Linked DNA regions of Gossypium arboreum: region 2 is linked to region 1. The links are chromatin contacts, called in public Hi-C maps. All regions are on one chromosome and are shown on one strand. The core of a region is the stretch at or near the end of the contact, and the rest is flanking DNA. Distances in the headings are between cores, read along the strand shown.

Evidence for each region. Hi-C and Micro-C count contacts between places; a contact is called where the count stands out from the background.
Region 2: a Hi-C map of leaf shows a contact between it and region 1, with 4 times the contacts expected there. The contact joins the promoter of LOC108475966 here to the promoter of LOC108455989 in region 1. A contact is called at or near these places in 2 of 5 Hi-C or Micro-C datasets (both in leaf).

Annotation. Positions count from the first base shown.
Region 1 is chr3:10,221,495-10,224,620 of ASM2569848v2, reverse strand. It overlaps LOC108455989, which reads right to left and starts at 1,669. Exons shown (of 3, transcript XR_008279945.1): 1 at 1,051-1,669; 2 at 310-401.
Region 2 is chr3:10,528,753-10,531,878 of ASM2569848v2, reverse strand. LOC108475966 reads right to left here and starts at 1,494. Exons shown (of 12, transcript XM_053025515.1): 1 at 888-1,494; 2 at 635-782. The coding sequence starts at 1,124.

The DNA of each region.
Region 1 (3,126 bases), core at 420-2,919:
TAAAAAATAAAAAGTTATAAAACAAACATCAAAGTTTATATAAAACAAATCAATAACATATAAAACGGTGAAAGTACCTAGTAGCTTCTTTTATTCTAGGGATTGGATTAAATTGAACTAGCCGGATCAATTTAATTTATGTATTATTAAAAAAATTTAAGAAAAAGAGTTAACATTTATTGTTTAACAATGTTAATATTTTAAAAGTTTTATAGTTTTTATAGTTTTTTTTTTTTAGATTTGTAAATTCATGTATAAGGATTAAATTGATCTAATCTTTGTAATAGAAATACTTAACAGGAATTTTACCCATATCAAACTCATGAATTCCGGCGACAATATTGCTCCCAATTTTATTTCCTTCTTTTCAGATTCCCAATCCCATCTGCATTCTTTTATTCCTACAATATATCAAAATCCATGGATATGATTTATGGGTATGGAGAAGGAAAGTCTGATACGTTGAATGATCCCAAGTCTAATTTGATGAATCTGACAAATAATAAGGTTAGAACAAAAATCTCGATTTATGTAATTAATTTTAATTTTTATGATAGTGAAAAATATTTTAAAATTTTAAAGAGATAATTATGAAACAAACCTCATAGAACAAATCACATTTTATCTCTAAAAATAAATAATTATTGTATATTTGTTGTAATTATGGAGAGTTTGGTTGAATTGAAAAATCAACGTATGTGAAGGTTGAAAATTTAGGTTTGACAAAGATTTGAATGTTGATAAATTAAAATAAGAAAAACATTTAATATCTAAATAATTTAATTTATGAAAAACATTTAAAATAAGAAAATAATTTAATTTACGAATAATAGTTAACGTTTGATAAATTATTAGAAATCCATAAAATCAAAATAAAAAAGTTTAAATATTATCACATATTAAATAGAACACGTGTCATCTTTTAACAATATATCAATCTGAAGCCCAGCATTTGGATACAAGGGGGAGAGAGAGAGAGAGAGAAGAAGAAGAAGCAAAATTTTGGTTTTAAGAAAGAAATGCGTTTAAGAAGAGATTTAAACGCCTCACCCAAATAATATGATTACTCAGGGATGGTCTGAAGCATGGGACGCCAAGCCTTCCTCAACACCATCCTATGCCTAAACCCAATCCACCCTGCCCGTGCCGATCCCGCTTCACCTCCCAACCCATTCACACCGCCAAGTTTCGTCGCCACTTGAACGTCGCCCTTCCCGCCAAATTCCTCCTTCACCACTTTTCCTTGGTCCTCCTCGTATCCTCCTCCTGATGATACGAATAAATCCTTCAAAGTGCGACCACTTAAATCCTTGTCGCCCTTCTTTTTCTCACCTGAAATGCCGAAGAAACTCTGTGGATACGCCATTTCCCGGCAACTTGACGATTTGCGACTACCGCTTCTGGTAAGAAGCATTCGGAGTGTGGTTTTAGGGCGGCGGAAGTTGAGGAGGGGGCTCGTCCTTGGACTTCGTGTTGGGCTTTGGGTGACGCCGCATTGTGTCGCCAATAGCTTGAATTTCTGCAGCGTCGTCATATTGGTTTCAGGTTGGGTCTGTGTTGAAGGGTTATATGGGGAAATTTTAAGTGAAGTGATTGGGAGGGTTTGGAATTTGAAACTTTGGCAGCAGAAGGATGGATTGAGATTTTGGGGGGTATTGGTTGCTTGAAAGCAAAAGAAAGGAATCTATGTTGGAGACTTTTGCATGCTTTTTCTTTATTAATTTTCAAAAGGGCAGTCTTTGAATAGAATTTTCTTTTCTCTTGGAAGAGATGAAAAGGTAGGACCCAAGAGCCAGCCCAGAGGCTGCATTTTCCAAGAAAATTCTAAATTTATACCCACTTTGGTCTTTCGATGATGACTGGAAACCATTTATCATTTTTATATATTTATTTAACAAATTTATATTAATTAATATAATATCTACTTGAAATGAAACATTTTAGTATAATGAATCCAGATCTCATATTTTTTCTACATTTAAAACATACAATATTTTTTTTCTAAATGAAATGCTAATTTCATCTGAAATTGTGATTCAATTCAATTTAAGTATTAATATTTATATTAAATCAAAATTATAAGGATATTATAAAAGTAATCATTTTAGCCCTCTATTAAATTATTCGACTCTTTTAGTCATTAACTTTGTATTTGTCAAATCATCACAAAAATGGATAGCAAAATATAATGTTTATTAACTTTATTAACATGACATGCACATGAATTGCCATGTGGATGCCGCCACGTCAGCAATTAATTATTTTTTAATATTTTAAAATTTTAAAAATTAATTGCTAATGTGGCATACATGTAAATAAGTTAACAGATGTTAACTTTTCCATCTATTTTGGAGTGATTTAATAAACAATACAAATTTAAGGACTAAAAGAGACGAAAAATTAAATGAATGGCTAAAATGACCCCCTTTCTTTTATGAATTTTTATAATTTTTAAATTATTTACATAATATATGAAGAGTTTTATTATTCTAAATGTGACCTAAATTTAAGTCGTGTTAATTATAATTGTTATTTAGGTTTTACATAACCCTGTCATTGTAATTAAAAAACATATTTTATAATATTAGGAAATAGTGATTCAATCTCTTCCCTAACCAAAGCATGAAACTCTATTGTCATAAAATGAGAGGCACGTGAATCGGGCATTTCATCTCCTTTTCCACCGCACATCTCCTTTCTAGAAAGAATAGAATCACGTGTCACCCTTCGAGGCACCAAAAACAACACCGTCCACTCCTACTTACATTTTCTTAATTTCTACCTTAAAATCATACATTATATTTTTTGAAAATTATAAATCTAGTGTAACTTTTTTTACTTTTCAAATTTTAAAATTTAAGTTTAAATATTAATACGGTTATTTTTTTTAAATTTAAATTGATTACAAAATTATTATTTTTAATCACATGACTACTAAGTAAGTTTTTTTTATTTCAAAATATCATAACAATAAATTTAATAAAAATTTAAATAACATTAACAATTAGATCTGAATTTTGAAATTTAAAAATAGAGATTAAATTTCATAAAATAAAAGTACAGGATTGAATTCTTAATTTTCAAAAAGTATAATGACTTATAGCATATTTGAATCTAATTTCTATG
Region 2 (3,126 bases), core at 245-2,744, 310 kb before region 1:
ACACAATACGGGTACGACACAATACAGAACAGGGTCACCACTGCCACTCCAGCTGCTGTCAATGGTGTCGAAATATTGTAAAATACCCTCAGTATATCTCTCTCAACTTCTCACATGCACCAGATTAGAGTTTAGAAAATCTTAACGATAAAGTCTAGATCTAGGTTTCAAACAGAGATTTTCTATCACTATTATGATGTTTTCAACTATTTTCAACCACCAAAATCCCGTGTCCTTGTGTGTCTCGCCGTATCTGATTTTTTTTTTTCCGTATTTTGATGTGTCTGGTAGGTATTCCGGCATGTCCATGTCGGGTAACCTGTTGAGATAGGTACGAGGGACTTTCCGGCGTGTCCGTGCTTCATAGCTAATAAGCTTTTGGTAACAATTAAAGATAAAATCTGCCCTCTTTTTGGCGAGCCCCAATTTGATCAATTTTACAACTTAACAAACTCTCAGCTGAAGCCCTTTGTAGATCAAGTTAATCTATGAATTAAAAATCTCCATTTTATTTTTTCACCCAATAACTTCTCTTATGCATTTTTAGAAATAAGCATCGAGATTCTAGAAGACTTAGCCAATACAAAGTTAAACCAACTATATTTAGCTTGATGAACGAGTACAATAAACATACCTTGACAATTTTGATTTCCGTCCAACAATTTGCCCATAATAAACACAGTATTAACTGGAAACCCAGGTCCGAACTCAGCTTCCTCCACATACTTGAACAAACTCCACTCCCCTACATCATTCACCTTTAAACCCAATTTTTCCAGCACCTAGAAAGAATAACGAATTAACCACCATCAGATAACAGAAACTCGAAAATGAAATTATTCATTTAAAAAGGAAATAAAATTGACCCCAGTAAGAGCAAGTTGGACATCAAATTTAGTCAAATCAATGTTGTGAGAGGACTGGGCGCCCTGGATAACGATCCCAGGGTGGGAGTGATCGTGTTGAAGGTTGAGAAGCGTGGAAGGAAGGTCCCAGAGATCAGAATCCACATAAGAATCGTACTGGTCTTCGCTGAATTTAGGCGGTGGAGTTTGCTTAAGGAGGAGGAATTCAGCGTCGTTTGACTGGTTTTTGAGGATAACAGCAAGATTATGAGTAGCCATTTTTTTCCTACTTTTTTGGTTGTTAGAGAAATGAGAAGAAGGTTGAATCCATAGTGAGGAAGGTGATTAAAACGTACAGCTTAAATGGTTGTCGACGGAAGGTAGGCTGCGGCGGGTAGGTAAATTATTGGTTAAGAATTAAATAAAATAAAAGTGCTGATACTGGTACTGAGACCGGGAGTTCATAGCTTAGTTGGCGGTTGATGACCAGGGACGGAACTACGTGGAGAGACGAGGTAGGGATGCCACTGAAGCGGCGCCGGGTGGATGCTACACCACCATAATTAGCAGGCTTTGCTTCACTACTCGCTCTACAGTGAATGTTGAATGCATCTTCAATTTCGCTTCAATTTAATTTTTACTATTTATTTTTAATAATTTTAATATTTTTAAAATCAACTAAATAATTAAATGTAATTTTTTAAAAAATATTTCAACATAAAAAAAGGATAATGCAGACATGCAATTACTATTGTAAGACCCAAATTTTGCCCGGGACCCAATAAAACTAAACCCAAATTAAACCTAGCCTATTATCCAGTTACAAGCCTAAACCCAATTTTGGCCCAACCTAATCCCAACACAAACACAAAAAAAAATAAATAAATAAATAAAAACCTTGGCCACCTAATCCACCACCTTTGTTGGCCACCCACCTTGGCCACCAACTCCACCACTCTTGGCCACCTAAATCACCCCAACCACTCCACTTGTAAAATTTGGCTATAAAAGCCATTCAAGACTTTGTTTTAGGGGGTTTTGGGTTTTTTGGAGGAGGATTGTTCTTTGTTTTGGAGGAGATTTTTTTTTATTTTTTGGAGGTGTTTTTTTGTTTTTTTGGAAAGAAGGTTGTTTTTGTTTCTTGGAAAGGCTAGTTTTTGGAGATTAATCAAAGATCAAAGTAAAAGAGGTTTCTTTTGTCTATTCTCATCTTTAGTTCTTTGTTTGTTTATTGTTTTCCTTTCAATTTTATTTTGTTTTTTTTATACGAAAGTAAAAATAAAAGTAAGAAGTTTACCCATATTTTCATTACTGAAAAAGGTTTTTTTAGGTCCCATTGTCAGTGTGTGGTGGTACTGATGATGTGCCCATGGAGGGTCTATGATGAAATAAAAGTTTTAATTAACTACGGATTTAGAAAAAGGAGAAAGAGAGTTGAGAGCTTTGTTTTATTATTTTATTATTTTTACTATTATTTATATTATTATTATTTCTCATGTATATATTATTATTTATATTATTATTATATTATATATGCCTCTCCATATTTATTTATATTATTACTATCATTATTGTTACTTTTATTATTTTTATTTCTAACTACTATTATTATATATATATATATGTATTATTGTTTGTATTATTATTATTATTATCACCCTATTGTTATTACTTTACTTTTGTATTCTAATATATTATTAATATTACTCATATTTTCATTATTTTTGCTATCACTATTATTATTATATATTAGTGTATATTTTTATGTATATATATATATTTATATATAGTATTGTTTTTATTACTTTAATTTAATATTTTTATTATATTTGCTTTTTGTATTTCTATATTTATTATTATTATATAGTAGTGTGTATTTCTATTATATACATATATATATATGTATTTATATATAGTATTATTGTTTACTTTACTTTAATATTATTCTTATTATCATTATATCCAACCCAATAATAATTCTTTTATAAAGTAATATTCAGTATTTGGTAATTCGAGACAATCGTGCCCTAACTTATTGGGTTTCGATTTTCTCCTTTAACCTAAATAACGGAATACTCTTTTAAATCGTGACATGAGTTTTGAAAAATGTTTATTCTCGGAGATACGAGGTGTTGTGCCCTAACTTCTCGGGTATGGCATTTTGTTACATCGAAATAAGATTTTTGCAAGTAAAGGCAATATTCAAGTGTTTGAGAATTGAGGAAACGTGCCTAACTTACTGGGTTTCGATTTTCCTCGCTCACCTTAACTAATGAATAAC